Linked DNA regions of Mus musculus: all the other regions are linked to region 1. The links are chromatin contacts, called in public Hi-C and HiChIP or PLAC-seq maps. All regions are on one chromosome and are shown on one strand. Each heading gives the region's core, a stretch centred on a gene start, on an enhancer-like site or on the middle of the called end of the contact. The rest is flanking DNA. Distances are from core to core; before and after follow the strand shown. Region 1 overlaps Ahdc1 (AT hook, DNA binding motif, containing 1). Region 2 overlaps Wasf2 (WAS protein family, member 2). Region 3 holds the start of Map3k6 (mitogen-activated protein kinase kinase kinase 6).

What was found. Hi-C and Micro-C count contacts between places; a contact is called where the count stands out from the background. HiChIP or PLAC-seq counts read pairs in DNA pulled down with a chosen protein or histone mark.
Region 2: a contact with region 1 is called in an H3K27ac HiChIP or PLAC-seq map of embryonic stem cells, with 5 read pairs. The contact joins two enhancer-like sites. A contact is called at or near these places in 3 of 484 Hi-C or Micro-C datasets (bone marrow-derived macrophages, conventional type 1 dendritic cells and epidermal suprabasal cells), 18 of 115 datasets of contacts at active chromatin or transcription factors (T-cell acute lymphoblastic leukemia, cardiomyocytes, double positive thymocytes and 12 more) and 4 of 9 other capture datasets (adipose tissue, embryonic stem cells, liver and 1 more).
Region 3: a contact with region 1 is called in a Hi-C map of bone marrow-derived macrophages, with 32 read pairs. The contact joins the promoter of Map3k6 here to the enhancer-like site in region 1. A contact is called at or near these places in 2 of 39 promoter capture datasets (the C10 cell line and cranial neural crest), 2 of 484 Hi-C or Micro-C datasets (bone marrow-derived macrophages and embryonic stem cells), 17 of 115 datasets of contacts at active chromatin or transcription factors (CD4 T cells, T-cell acute lymphoblastic leukemia, acute myeloid leukemia and 11 more) and 3 of 9 other capture datasets (adipose tissue, liver and pancreatic islet).

What each region holds. Positions count from the first base shown.
Region 1 is chr4:133,037,634-133,041,680 of GRCm38.p6, forward strand. The region is part of intron 2 of Ahdc1 (AT hook, DNA binding motif, containing 1); the gene reads left to right. Among named protein-coding and RNA genes, the nearest start is that of Ahdc1, 28 kb to the left of the region's middle. Within about 2 kb of position 1,393, at least 206 of the 459 cell types and tissues checked have an H3K27ac peak or open chromatin away from gene starts, as enhancers often do. A contact at or near this core is called in bone marrow-derived macrophages, craniofacial prominence, embryonic stem cells and 10 more, where this site is marked.
Region 2 is chr4:133,183,262-133,187,515 of GRCm38.p6, forward strand. Wasf2 (WAS protein family, member 2) reads left to right here. Exons shown (of 9, transcript NM_153423.6): 3 at 1,708-1,842; 4 at 2,338-2,491. Among named protein-coding and RNA genes, the nearest start is that of Mir7017, 10 kb to the right of the region's middle. Within about 2 kb of position 1,435, at least 195 of the 459 cell types and tissues checked have an H3K27ac peak or open chromatin away from gene starts, as enhancers often do. A contact at or near this core is called in bone marrow-derived macrophages, embryonic stem cells, epidermal suprabasal cells and 7 more, where this site is marked.
Region 3 is chr4:133,238,658-133,243,154 of GRCm38.p6, forward strand. It overlaps Map3k6 (mitogen-activated protein kinase kinase kinase 6), which reads left to right and starts at 2,161. Exons shown (of 29, transcript NM_016693.5): 1 at 2,161-2,774; 2 at 4,161-4,300; 3 at 4,396-4,419. The coding sequence starts at 2,432. It also overlaps the pseudogene Fcnc-ps.

The DNA of each region.
Region 1 (4,047 bases), core at 143-2,642:
AAATAAACTGCCAGGTTTCCGGGGCGGGAGGGAGGGTGTGATATGTGACTGCCAACCTTTGTGTTTCCTTGCTTGGAGTGGTGTGTGTGTGTGTGTAGGGAGCAGGAAGCATCTCCAGGCTCTGTGAGGATGCGCCCCCCCCCCACGCCCGCCCGCCCGCCCTGTGTCACATCTCTCATTTTTGTACCCCTTACCTCTGAGGCTGGGTTGAGTCCGGAATATGATAAACAAGTTAACTTCAGGGGCCAAGTAGTCTGAGACGAGCATTGGAAAGCAGAGTGCAGTCTTTGGGCTCTTGGACATCCAAAATGGTATCCATCTTTAGACCCTCTAGCTGTCCCACAGCAGGTGCTGAACCGACTCAACTGTTGCAGCGGGGTACTAAAGAGTTGGGAGACCTCTATTGGGTACCTACTCTGACACATTGGGCTTTAGTTTCCGCCTCTGTTTAAGGTTTAATTACTTTGTGTCAGTAATTAATATTCTGAAGCCAGTTTGTCTGACTTTGGGCTGTGCTGCTGTCAAACCTCTGGCAGGTCACTACTGAACCTCAGTTTCCTCCGGCAAGAAACACTGTATCTTTATTGGGACCTTAATGGAGTTAATGCTCTTTGATACTGCAGAGCCAGTGTGCATGTTGTTGGCCACTAATATGAAGTAGGCGCTAGATGTAAATGTATGAAAATACACTGTTTTGGTGTAAGGGACTTTTACTCTGAAAGGGGGGATTTTTAAATCCCTCTCAATAAATATCCCTCCCCCCTCAAAAAAAAAAGTTTTGCTCAGGAAAAGGCGCACGGCAAAGTGAATAAGGTACTCTCCGAATAAAGCCGGGTAGCTCATCCCAACTTACAGGTAAGGAAATCGAGGCCGGTGATTGGCCACTGGTGCTCGGCGGCGCTATCCAGTGAGGCCTGAGTCCGCCGCTGGGGAGGGAGTGCCCGGGCCGCGGGCGCTCACCGGAGGAGGGGCGTGCAGGTAGCGGGCGCCTCGCAGCCACCAGCCGCAATCAGGCGGTGTTAGCAATTCTGCCGCTCGACCGGCCGAGCAAGCGAGTCGGGCCGGGTGTCTCCCGGGCCCTCCCCAGCCCCGAGCCGGATAGAAGCGGCCCTCCCCTCCCCTTCCACGTGTCCCTCCTCCGCGGGTAGCCGAGGGCCCCGGCTAGCGGGACGGGGGCCAGGAAAAAGCCGAAAACAGCGCGGCCGGGCCGCTCCCCTCCCGCTCAAAATAGCCCCCGGCCGGGGCTGCCACGCATTCCGCCGTCCCCGGGGCGCGGGAAGGAGCGGCGGGCCGGGCGACGTGGCTGCCTCGCCGAGTGGGACTGGGTGGGGGCGAGGGCGGGCCGCGCGGTCGCTCGCTCCCTCGCTCGGCCGGCCCGCATGTGGCTCTCCTTCGGGGAGCCTTGGCAGCCCAGGCGGCGCGCTGCGCCGGGATGATGGAGAGCTTCTGGAATTTCCTGCAGCTGGAGAGCGCGAGCGGCCGGGGGAGCCGGCCCAGCGCGGCTCGGGAAGGGGGCGCCGAGCCGGCCGACCCCCGCACGCGTCTCCGTAGCCTCCGCCGCCGCCGTCGCCGCTCCGGGGGTGGGAGAGGTTTCCCGGACCTCCCCCGGGCGAGGCGGGAGGCTCCCCTCCCCCGCCGCTCCTTCGGGGCTGGCGGGGGTCCAGGCCCGCCCTTCCCCGGCCTGGGCGGCGGACAGGGGCCAGGTGCAGGCGACGCCCCTCCCCCCGCCGCCTGGTTTCCCTCTCGGCCCCGTCACCTCCGCCGGAGTCAGAAGCCCTGCGGCCTCCTGGGGAGGGGGCGGGGGCGCAGGCGCGGCCACCGGGCGGCCAGGTAGCTCGAGGGGCGGCGGCGGCGGCAAAACTCCGGAGCGGCTTCTTTCGGCCGGCAGACCCGCGCCTCCTGCTCGAGCCGAGGCGTCGAAGGGCTTCCTCTCTGCCGAAGGCAGGCGAGGCCGTTCGCTCCCAGGCCCCCTTCTCTGGCAACGACCGAGCCAGTGGACCGCGGACGGCTGGGGACCATCCTTGATGATTTCCCCAACTCCGGCAGCAGCTTGCTTTGGGGCATAACTGCACCCTGCGGGTCAGGGAGTCCAGAAAAGGGACCCGGGAGGGAGGGCGTCCCGTTTACCGGAGCCCCGAAAGCCAGGGGAGTTGGTAAGTGACCTCTCAGGGCTCTTCCTTTTCTCTTTTCTTTTCTTTTCTTTTCTTTTCTTTTCTTTTCTTTTCTTTTCTTTTCTTTTCTTTTCTTTTCTTTTCTTTTCTTTTCTTTTCCTTTACTGTTGGGAGTGTGTCCGCGCGCGCGTGTGTGTTCAGAGATTACTTTCCCCACAACTTTGCCTGATTCTAGTACCGTTTGGTAAAGTGCGGATGGAAACGGATGAACCGTTTGGCCACTCCCAGCCGAAGGCTCTGATTCAGTTACAATTCCCGCCCCCACCGAGCTCACCGCGCCGCGTTAAACCGAAGCATCGGTGGTAGTAGGCATGGTTTGATTCTTTCTCTGCCCTGCACTGTTCAGTGTCTTTGGGCAAGTCTCTTTACTCCTTTACCTTTGACTTTTCTGAAAAAACTAGGCCTTGTGGGGCTTAAAGTTGCACATGTAAGGCAATTAGTGTGGGGCCAACTCAGTAAGGACACCTGAGTACCAGCAGTCGCTTTCAGGAGGATAGAGGCCACCCTTAAAGCATTAATCCCATCTGCCTTCCACTGGCCCCTGTATAATGTGGTTTCCCAAGGTAATCAGTGTCTCGTGAGAAGGGGATGGAGAGGGAGAGCCGTTGGCGTCATTGAGTGTTCATTTATTCATTAAACCCGTGCTTACTGTTAGGTTCAGGTAGATCTACACGGAGTAAGAGACCTTGTAAGTGCTGGGTGCTGGAAACCAGTTCTGGGCACAATGTATTAAATTAAAGCCCTTCCTCCCCAGCCTGCTCTAAGTGTGGACTGGAAACTGATGCCCAAGGTGGGGGCTGGTCTCCTCCGGATGCTCCCACTGTTCCGCTGGGGGGTGGGGCTGGCAGAGGACAAAGCTTGGCGTCTCCAGGTGTAAGGCCCAGACCGGCTTAAGGTCAGAAGGATTTTTCCTTTGGGGCTCCTTGCTCTCTTTCCACCCCACCGCCGCCACCAGATGCGCAGATTCAAATTCAAATTCCCCTAGGCTCCACTCCAGCCCAGGAAGTACACCTGGACCTGTTGTTCACACCTTCTCCCCACCCCCACTTACCCTGGTTCTGTTTTCTGTTTGATTGGCCTTTCTCCATTGAGAACGACTAGTATACCGGAAGGAGCCCAAGATTCCTTTCTGTAGGGCTGATGTTGAAGGACTTTAATCCTAGCACTTAGGAGGCAGAGGCGGGTGGATCTCCGTACTGTCGAAGCCAGCCAGGTTACACAGTGAGGCCCCGTCTCAAAACAACAAAGGTTACATTTGACTGTAAACTTGACATCTTGAACCTCAAGTTTGCCTTTCTGCAGAATGGGCTAGAGATGGAACTGCCTATCAGGCCCAAGGCCTTCCATTTAAATCCCCAACACCACCAATTATTATATATGGGTAAATAGAACTACCTTGAACACCTATCTCTTCAAATCATCCAACTCACCGTCCCAGGGACACCCTGGCAGAGATCTACTTAAATAATACTTAATGGGTACCCTGGAAATAAAGTGATTTTGCTTGAATGCTATGTGTATGGGCTAGAGAAACCTTTGGGTTCTAGCAATACTCTGGGGTTCAGGAACTTGCCCTTTGGCTGGGCCAGGAAGTCCAGCACAGCCCGCTCTCAACCTCTTTGGGAATCAGAAAGTGTTGCCGTTTGGGTTAGAGAGTAGGCGGCAAGGTTGTAAAACAGGTCCCATCAGAAGTTAACAACGTGCAAGCCAGACAGTGGTGGTGCCTGACTTTAGTCCCCAGCACTCTGGAGGCAGAGGCAAGTGAATCTCTGCAAGTTCCAGGCCAGTCTTGTTTACGAAATAAGTTCCAGGACGGCCAGAGCTACACAAAGCAATCCTGTCTGCAGAAACAAAAAATACACATGCATGTATCTGG
Region 2 (4,254 bases), core at 185-2,684, 150 kb after region 1:
TATCTATCTCTGACGCAGGAATGTAGGACTTCTCCTGGTGAGGAGGTCACTTTATGTTTTCTAACTCACAGTTTTCAAAGATCTTGTCTGCACAGAAAGTTCCGAGCCAGCCAGTGCTCCATAGTGAGACCCTGTCTCAAAATAATAATAATAAATTTTGTATATTGAGATCTTTTGTAAGATTTTTACCTGATGCCCACTGTCACAAGCCCTTCTACTGTGGAACCGAAAATCTCAGTCTTCTCTGGGAGACAGAAAGATGGGTTAACTTGTATTTTTCTCTTTTCCGCCAGAGCAGTTGAATTTTTACATTTGTTATGAGACAGAGTCTCACTATGTAGTCCAGGCTGGCCTTGAACAAACAGCCTCCCCCTCGGCCTCCCAAGTGCTAAGATTACAGGTGGGAGCCACCACCATTGGGTGTTTTTAAGGTTGGTTCATTTCCCATGCATAATCCTGCGTTATTTCTTTGCTTTTGTTTCCAAACACAATTTTTCTTTACCTGGTGGAGCAGGAGCACTGCTGTATTATCAACATATCAAACAGGACCTTCTGCCTGCAGCAGAGCAGGGACGCAGCATGTTGGCCTCTGAGTCCTTTGAGCTCAGGAATGCCTCTTGACTGTTGCTGCATGGAAGCGTGCAGTATGCAGAATTGGGAGCTCCTCCTTGATTTATTAAATGCACCAGGAGCTCCCAGTGCACAAGTTAACTGCAGTTTACCCCGAGGGTGTGGTTTTGCCCTTCCAGGCTAGGTTAGCCTAATTCCCCCTTAAATATGTACTAAGCTTAGAAGCTAAAGGAAAAAAAAATGAGACCTTACTTTAACTAGGTCTCAAACTCTCGTCAGGTTGGGCAGTCGTTTACGGCTGCCTTCCCTTTGTGCGTGAGCATCCGAGGTGTGGAGACTTACTCCTCATACCTCTCCCATCCCTTGCGGCTCAGAATAACAGTGTGGAGGTATTTATTCCACATGGCGGTTTCTTTGGCTACAAATTCTCCTTGCATTCAGGGTTGAAAGTACAGAACTCTTTTCTTATTCTAAAAAGTGAGACCTTGTGGAAAAAGACCAGTGGTGTCTTGTTTTTCAGGGAGGGCTTGAATATCTCAGCTTTTCGCTTGTTCCCTGGGGTGTGGATTTGAAGGATTGTAACCTGGAGCAAAGACTTTGAAAGCTGTGGGTTAGAGAATGTAAGGTGACCTTTTCACCCTTAGAAGAAATTTGGCATCTCTGTGTGGGGTGGGAAAATTCAGGCCCCTTAGAGATACCCACATCTTGGTTTTCAGTGGGCTTTTGAAATTCAACTGAGGACGTAATTTAGTGTATTAAGCATGGACGCCTAGTTGTTGCTCTAACTTTCAGGCTGCTCTCAGAGCCGTTTTACAAGGTGCTTTACAGAACAGGAGGGTGAGAGCCAAGGACAAATGTTTGCATACACTGGCTGCTTTTCCGGGACTAACTTGTTGACATTGCACCTTTCGATTTTGTTGAACCTGCTTTTAATTTCATGTTTGTTCAGAATTTGCCAAAGAGGTTCTATTAGTTATGGACTATATAAGCACAGAGTGACCAGGCTATGGAAACTGTCTCTTTCTCCAAGAACAAGCATGTGTGTGTGTGTGTTTGGGGTACGATATACTCTTTAGTCTTTGGGCTGGTTCCTCTCACTCCTGTGCACTAGTGACTTGCTCTGTTTGCCCTTTCTAGGTAAGTATGCAGAGGACATTTTCGGAGAGATTTGTACTCAGGCAAGTGCCTTTGCCTCCCGAGTAAACTCCCTTGCTGAGCGGGTTGACCGAGTACAAGTTAAAGTCACTCAGCTGGATCCCAAGGAAGAAGAAGGTAAGGAGGCTTAGCCAGAGCTGCAGGCTCTGCCGAGGAGTGCCTCAGAATCCTGCCCTGGTTTGTTACAAAGCAAGAGGAGAGATCAGAGAGACTGATATACGTCTACTTGGAAGCGACATAAGCCTAGGTGGTGTAAAGAAACCTTTTTCCCTTTACCACACAGCACACTGCCATCCCCCCAGTCCCCTTGTTCTCACGTTTCCTTTCCCTCAGTGGTATTTTGCTACCATAAAAGTACTTGGAAGACTCATTTCACCCATGGAGAGGCCTGCAAGATCTGGCCACATAGTAAACCTTTGTGTTGCTTCATCTGTTCAGTCATGAAATGGCTGGGCTGCTGACAGCCTCGTGGGGCTTCCCCAGAGGGGGAAGGGAAAAAAAACCTGGCTGCCAAGAAAGGCAGCAGCTGAGGCGTCTCCGACGGTGTGACTCAGTGTTTGCTCAAATAGCCTGCCGTCCATTTTCTAACGCCTTCCATCTTCCTTCTCTCAGTGTCACTACAAGGAATCAACACTCGGAAGGCCTTCAGAAGTTCTACCACCCAAGACCAGAAGCTCTTTGACAGGAACTCTCTCCCGGTGCCCGTCTTAGAGACCTATAACAGCTGTGACGCTCCTCCCCCTCTTAACAATCTCAGTCCTTACAGGTAACCGTGCGCTCGCTCTCTCTCTCTCTCTCTCTCTCTCTCTCTCTCTCTCTCTCTCTGTGTGTGTGATTAAAAACTGCATTGTCTAAAATCTCTAAAGATAATATCTGTATCAGAGAGAGAATACTGTTGAACTCCCTGCCCACCCCAGCAGAGACCGTTAGCTCATTCTTGTCTGGTCTCTGACGGACATGCCGCGTCTCCTATGTACTGAAAGTTTGCTGTACCATTGATGCTGCAAAGTTTAACTTGGGAAAAGTAAGTCCATCTGGATTCCATCCAAGGAATTTAGTTATTACAGAAGCAAGAGGACTTGTTAGCAGGCAGTCCTGCACACGGATTCCCAGGGGCCACATTCTAACCGGCTTTCCACTTTCTCAGAAAACTCTAAATTACCAGATGTTTGGGCAAGTTAATGGGACCAGCCTCATACTGGCTGCTGGGGAGGGGGGGATCACAGTGTGGGGAGTATTGGTGTCCTTCCACGTGAGTGCCGGTCCCTTCATTTTGAACACCCTTTGGATGGTTTCTTCTGTAAGGACCAGCCCTGGTGTAGGTAGACATGGGAAAGGAAGATGGTAGGTTTAAAGACAACCTAGAGTCCTCCCCTCTGGCGATTTGCTAATGTCATCTTGAACAGACCAACTGAGCAGAAGTAGAAAGGGAATATTTATCTTGCTTGTATCCATAAAAAGTAGTTACAGGTAGCTAGACGTGGGTGCTGGCGGTCAGGCATGGGTACACTGAAAAGCAGAGTGTGTGTGTGTGTGTGTGTGTGTGTGTGTGTGTGTGTGTGTGTACCTCTTGAATTCAAGGACACTGGTCTGTCCCTCGAGCCCCAAATAGGAGCTTGGTAGCGTCTCACAGAGATCAAGAAGAATATCTGCCCTTGGTCCTAGTAAAGGATATGGAGTCTTGCTTGCCCCAGGGCTGTCACTCTTTAGTCTGATTGAGTTTGGGGATAGTGTGTGATAGAAAGGGTTGACATACCTCATAGTACTGAAAACGATATGAGACAGTGTTTGTATGGTGGGATAGGATTGACAAATAATATTGAGATGTTTCATCTTTCTGGAAACTGTATTATTTTTTTTTTTTGATACTAATACTGCCAGAATTAGTATCTCCTTCCTCTCAGTTATCTGGACTTGGCCTAACAGAAACAAGCAGTGGTTACTATAAACATGTTGCTGTCAGGGCCTGGAGAGACAGTTCAACCCGTAAGAACATCTGCTGCTACTGCAAGTTCAGCTCCCAGCACTTAGAGCAGAAACTCACAACCGTCAGTAACTCTAGCTGCGTGTGCTCTTACACCCCCTTCTGGCCTTTATGGGCACCCACATATGTGCACAGAGACACGCATACACACACATTAAATAAAAATAAAATAAATCTAAAGCATGTTTTAAAAGGAACTAAAAACGGTTGGTCTAGACACCTGTGCCCTCAGTGGTGGTGGTTGATATAGATGTGCCCTTGGAGTTTGAAAGGCAAGGGGTAGAATTGTCTTTCAGAAGTTTTGGTTGGTTGGTTGGTTGGTTGATTCACTGTGTGTGTGTGTGTGTGTGTGTGTGTGTGTGTGTGTGTGTGTGTGTATGTGTAAAGAAAGATTGGGTCTCTCTATGTAGTTCTGGGTGTCCTAGAGCTTATATATACACCAGGCTGTCTTAAGACCATCCTTTTAAATGTTTTGTGTGTAGTTTTTTTTTTTTTTAAGATTTATTTATTATTATATCTAAGTACGCTGTAGCTGTCTTCAGAAG
Region 3 (4,497 bases), core at 911-3,410, 200 kb after region 1:
AACATTCACCTCATTACTGATTGGAGGCTGCCTTGGGGTAATATCTGTAAGGGCTTCAGGCATCCTGTAGGGTGCCAAGGTGTCTTCCACTCCTTGCTGCAGGGGACTCTCATCTTCCACAGTGGGAAGACTTTTTTTTTTTAAAGATTAATTTATTATTACATGTAACTACACTGTAGCTGTCTTCAGACACATCAGAAGAGGGTGTCAGATCTCATTATGGGTGGTTGTGAGTCACCATGTGGTTGCTGGGATTTGAACTCAGGACCTTCAGGAGAGCAGTCAGTGCCCTTAACTGCTGATCCACCTCTCCAGCCCAGTGGAAAGACTTCTACCACTGATGGTGCAGAGCCTTATTCAAGATGGGACAACTGTGCAGTAACTGTCCCTGGTGCTGGGTTGTACGGATCCTGCAACTGAACCAATCTCAAGGGGCATTATGCTGCATCTGAGACCACTGCCCACATGTATGGCATTGACTGGACCTCAGAAAAAGGCATGGGTCACCCCTACTGTGGGATTACACATAATGCTTTGCTAGAGCACTCGATTGTCGGTATCGTCACTCCTTACAGCTTCCATCCCTTGGCCACCTCACTGCCAACTGCCTCTGCTTGCAGGGCCACTTTGTAACACTTTACAAATCTTTTCTTACTCAGGAGAAAACCTATAGAAAACAGGGCAGGGACACAAGCTTCAGTTCCATTCAAGGAAGAACTTCTAATCAGGAAGACGAATGGGTAGGACTTCTCCGGGCTTCAGATCCTAGAAGGATGCAAGAAATGCTAGGGGGCAGTGAGGTGAGAGATTCAACCACCCACTCGCAATCCTCCTGGGCCCCCAAGCCCAAAGTGGATGCATCTGAGGACAGCTTTCTCTCACTCTTTGTTTGCTGTTTGGTTGGTTGGTTGATTTTATGAGACAGGGTTTCACTCAGCAGCCCTGGCTGTCCTGGAAACTCTGTAGACCAGGTTGGCCTTGAACTCAGAGATTCACCTGCCTCTGCCTCCTGAGTGCTGGGCTTAAAGACATGTGCCACCACCACTTGGTTCCCATTTGTTTCTTGTAAGTGTGTTTTCTACCCAAACCTCTGTAATGGGCCACATTCTCCCTTTCTATTGCTCGTCTATCCCATTGGTTCAAACCTAGGAAGATATATTTTTTTCCTTCCATGAGACAAGAAGGCTGTGAAACAGAGGCTTCCTACCGTTTGTTGAAAGGTCCATTTGTCCAAAGCCCCAACATATTATTTTTATAAAGTTTTAGTTTTATTTCATGTGCATCTTTTGCCTGTAATTATATATGTGCACCATGTATGTGCTGGGCGCCTATGCAGGTCAGGAGAGTGCCAGGACTCCCCTGGGCCTACAGTTACAGATGATGGTGAGCCACCATGTGGGTGCTGGGAACCAAACCAGGGCCCTCTGAAAGAGCAGCAAGTGGTCTTTACAGCTGTGCTGTCTCTCATGCCCAAGCCCTACCATAATAAACGATTATGAAACATGGCCCTAACCTCAGAGTCTCAAAGTCTCATTTCTAAGTTCAGGGCCCTCTAAGGTTTATAGCAACTTAGATTCATACTATGATGTTAAAGCTTCTTGGTGAATTTGAAGCCGGGATAACCTTGTAACCCAAAAAGCGGAGACTTCTGGAGTTCCTTCAAAGGGTAGATAGGAAGTTTACCGTAGAAGTGCTTTTCAGCTCCATGGTCAAGTTTCGGGTGGACCAATAAGGTCCACAAGGTTTCACTGCAAGAGAGGCTCTGAGGAAAGCGCTTGTCAACATTCTGACCCCTACCAGCAGGAACATTACATGTGCCGCCTACACAATGTTTTGCTCCCCCGTCCTTCCCCCGCCCAGTGTCCATTCATTTACCAGGTCCCTGCAGGGCGGGGCTGTCCTGTTTCCTATCCCTGGGCTGGGCACACGTCTTACGAGCGCTTGCAGTAAGCAGTCAACAGTGTTTGGCCCGAATAGGGGCACAGGCTGTTCCGGAAGTGGACAGTGTCAGAGGTTCTAGCCGGAGAGGAGGGAGGGAGAGCCGCTGGGGAGCCTCATTGCCCCAGGGCCGAGGGTGGAGCCTTTCCCAGTCGGGAAAGGGCTGGGCCCAGCCTACATGTGAGGGCAGGACAGAGTGACTGCCAGCGCTCCCTTGAGAAGTCTGGGTGTAGCACGCTGCCGGTTGACTTCCCAGGACTCTTCTGTGACCTGTGAGCCGAGGATTACTGGGTACCCCAGATTCCCAGAACCCAGTCCTGGATTGCAGATCTGTAAGGACCGTGAAAGATTGAGCAAAGAAGTCTTTCTGGACTTAAGAGTTCCGGAACAGGACGTCCAGCCCATCTCCGGATCCCGACTGGATCCACACCTTCAGCCTCGTGCCCTGTCCCGGGTTCCCCGCGCCCGGGGCCCCGCGCTTGAGCGCCCCCGCATGGCGGGGCCATGTCCTGGGGCCGGGGTTCTAGAACGGGCGGGCAGCTGCTGGCAGGACCCGCTGGCGGAGGCGCTGAGCCGGGGCCGCTCGTCTCCTGCGGTCACGGGTCGGGGCTGCGCGCGGAGCCGGCCTCTCAGTGTGGTCTACGTGCTGACCCGGGAGCCGGGGCTCGGGGTGGAGCCCGGGTCGGGAACCGAGGCAGAGCCGCTGCCGTTGCGATGCCTGCGCGAGGCCTGCGCTCAGCTCCAGGGCACACGGCCACCCCCGCAGCTACGCAGCCTACCCTTTGCGACGCTGGCGCTAGGCGACACCGCTGCGCTGGACTCCTTCTACAACGCGGGTGAGCGTCTCGGGGCGGGGCTTGAGTCTGGGCGGGGCAAGGGGCGGAGCTTTAGAACCCTGACGGGGCGGGTGTGGGTACCAGGTCTAGGGAATTTACGGTAAACTAAAGCCGAACTTGAGACAAGGCAGTAACGACAGGGCATTTAGTGGATTATGGATGTGATGGGCTTGAGGCTGGATCTGGGGATTCAGGCCTGGCTCCGGAGTTTAAGTATCTTTCGGTGAGCGTGGTGCCAAGCAGGTGGGGCGGAGCAGGCGAACTCTAAGGGCGGGGCTGGGGAGGGGCGGGGCTGAGGGAGGGGCAGAGCTGCGCTTCCCTGCGTAAGCGGGAGAACTCTTTTTCAGGATGATCTCACGTTGGACTTTTGAGGGTGAATCAGGCCTGAGACGGAAGTTCGGTCTATGGCAAGGGGCCATCTCTGCAGGATTGGGGTTGATAAGTCCTAGCATACTACATCCCACATGGGACTAAAGGGGCGGGAAAGGAAGTACTGAGGCAACTCTTCGGGACTGGATTATAGGAGAAAGGGATTGTATTTGGAGACTAGGAGTCGAAAGAAAATGGGTGGGGCAGGGGTGGGTCTAGAGGAGATACAGGGAGTCCAAGGGTGAGGTCGGAAGATAGCTATTCCTCTCTTTCCCACCTACCGGATGCTCCACCTCATCCCTATTTGTTTATCTCCGAGTCAGAGAGCCTTGTATCCTGGACATCTGCTAAATTGTAGCTTAAAAATGAAGGCTGACCCGGTCAGACCACAGATAAAGTGGAATCATCTGCGTTGACTCATACAGTCCCTCCCTTGCGGACATTGTCACTTAAAGATGGCTGGATACAGTAAGCTACACAAACACACATAAAAGCACGACGTTGTCTTCACACACGATGATGCAGATCACCCTCAGGACCCTGGCTTCAAGACTGGAGAGATGGCGCTGAGGTTAAGAGCACTTGCTGCTCTTCCCGAGGACCCGAGGTTCCCAGCATGCACACGGGGTGTGCATGCTCACAACCACCTGTAACTTTATCTCCAGAGGATCCTGATGCCGCTTTCTATCATACACTCACACCAACACACACATACATATAAATAAAACAAGAGAGAGAGGAGAGAGAGAGAGACAGAGAAAGAGAGAGAGAATGGGACTTCTTTTTGCAAAGTTCCTGTCTCCTACATAACCTGGAAGTGCTCAGTGGGATGAAGGTCCCTGGGCATCTCCTGTAACACCACCAATAAGAGTACTGTGAAAACCCCGGGAAGCTCTCGAGAGCAGCACCGACTTTGGCATGAGGTGCAGGCAAGGCACTTGACGTGGCATGCATCTCCAGGCTCCTTTGCCACTGAGGTGGGCTTCCACGCTCAGGCCTACACTTCTGTGTCCACAGATGTAGTGGTGCTGGAGGTGAGCAGCTCCCTGGCACAGCCTTCCTTGTTCTACCACCTCGGCGTGCGTGAGAGCTTCAGCATGACCAACAACGTGCTCCTCTGTTCCCAGGCAGAGCTCCCTGATCTGCAGGCCCTTCGTGTAAGTGGCCAGGGGGCTGGGGGCTGGGAAGACAGGTGCAGGGTTGGGGTGAGGCCACCCCAGAATGCCAGTATCTGATTGTCTGCCTCCTGCAGGAGGATGTTTTCCAGAAGAACTCGGTGAGCAGAATCTACCCCTCATGCCAACGTTATAACCTCTGACCCCTACTAACCTTCCTAGCCTCCTCCTTTGTCTCT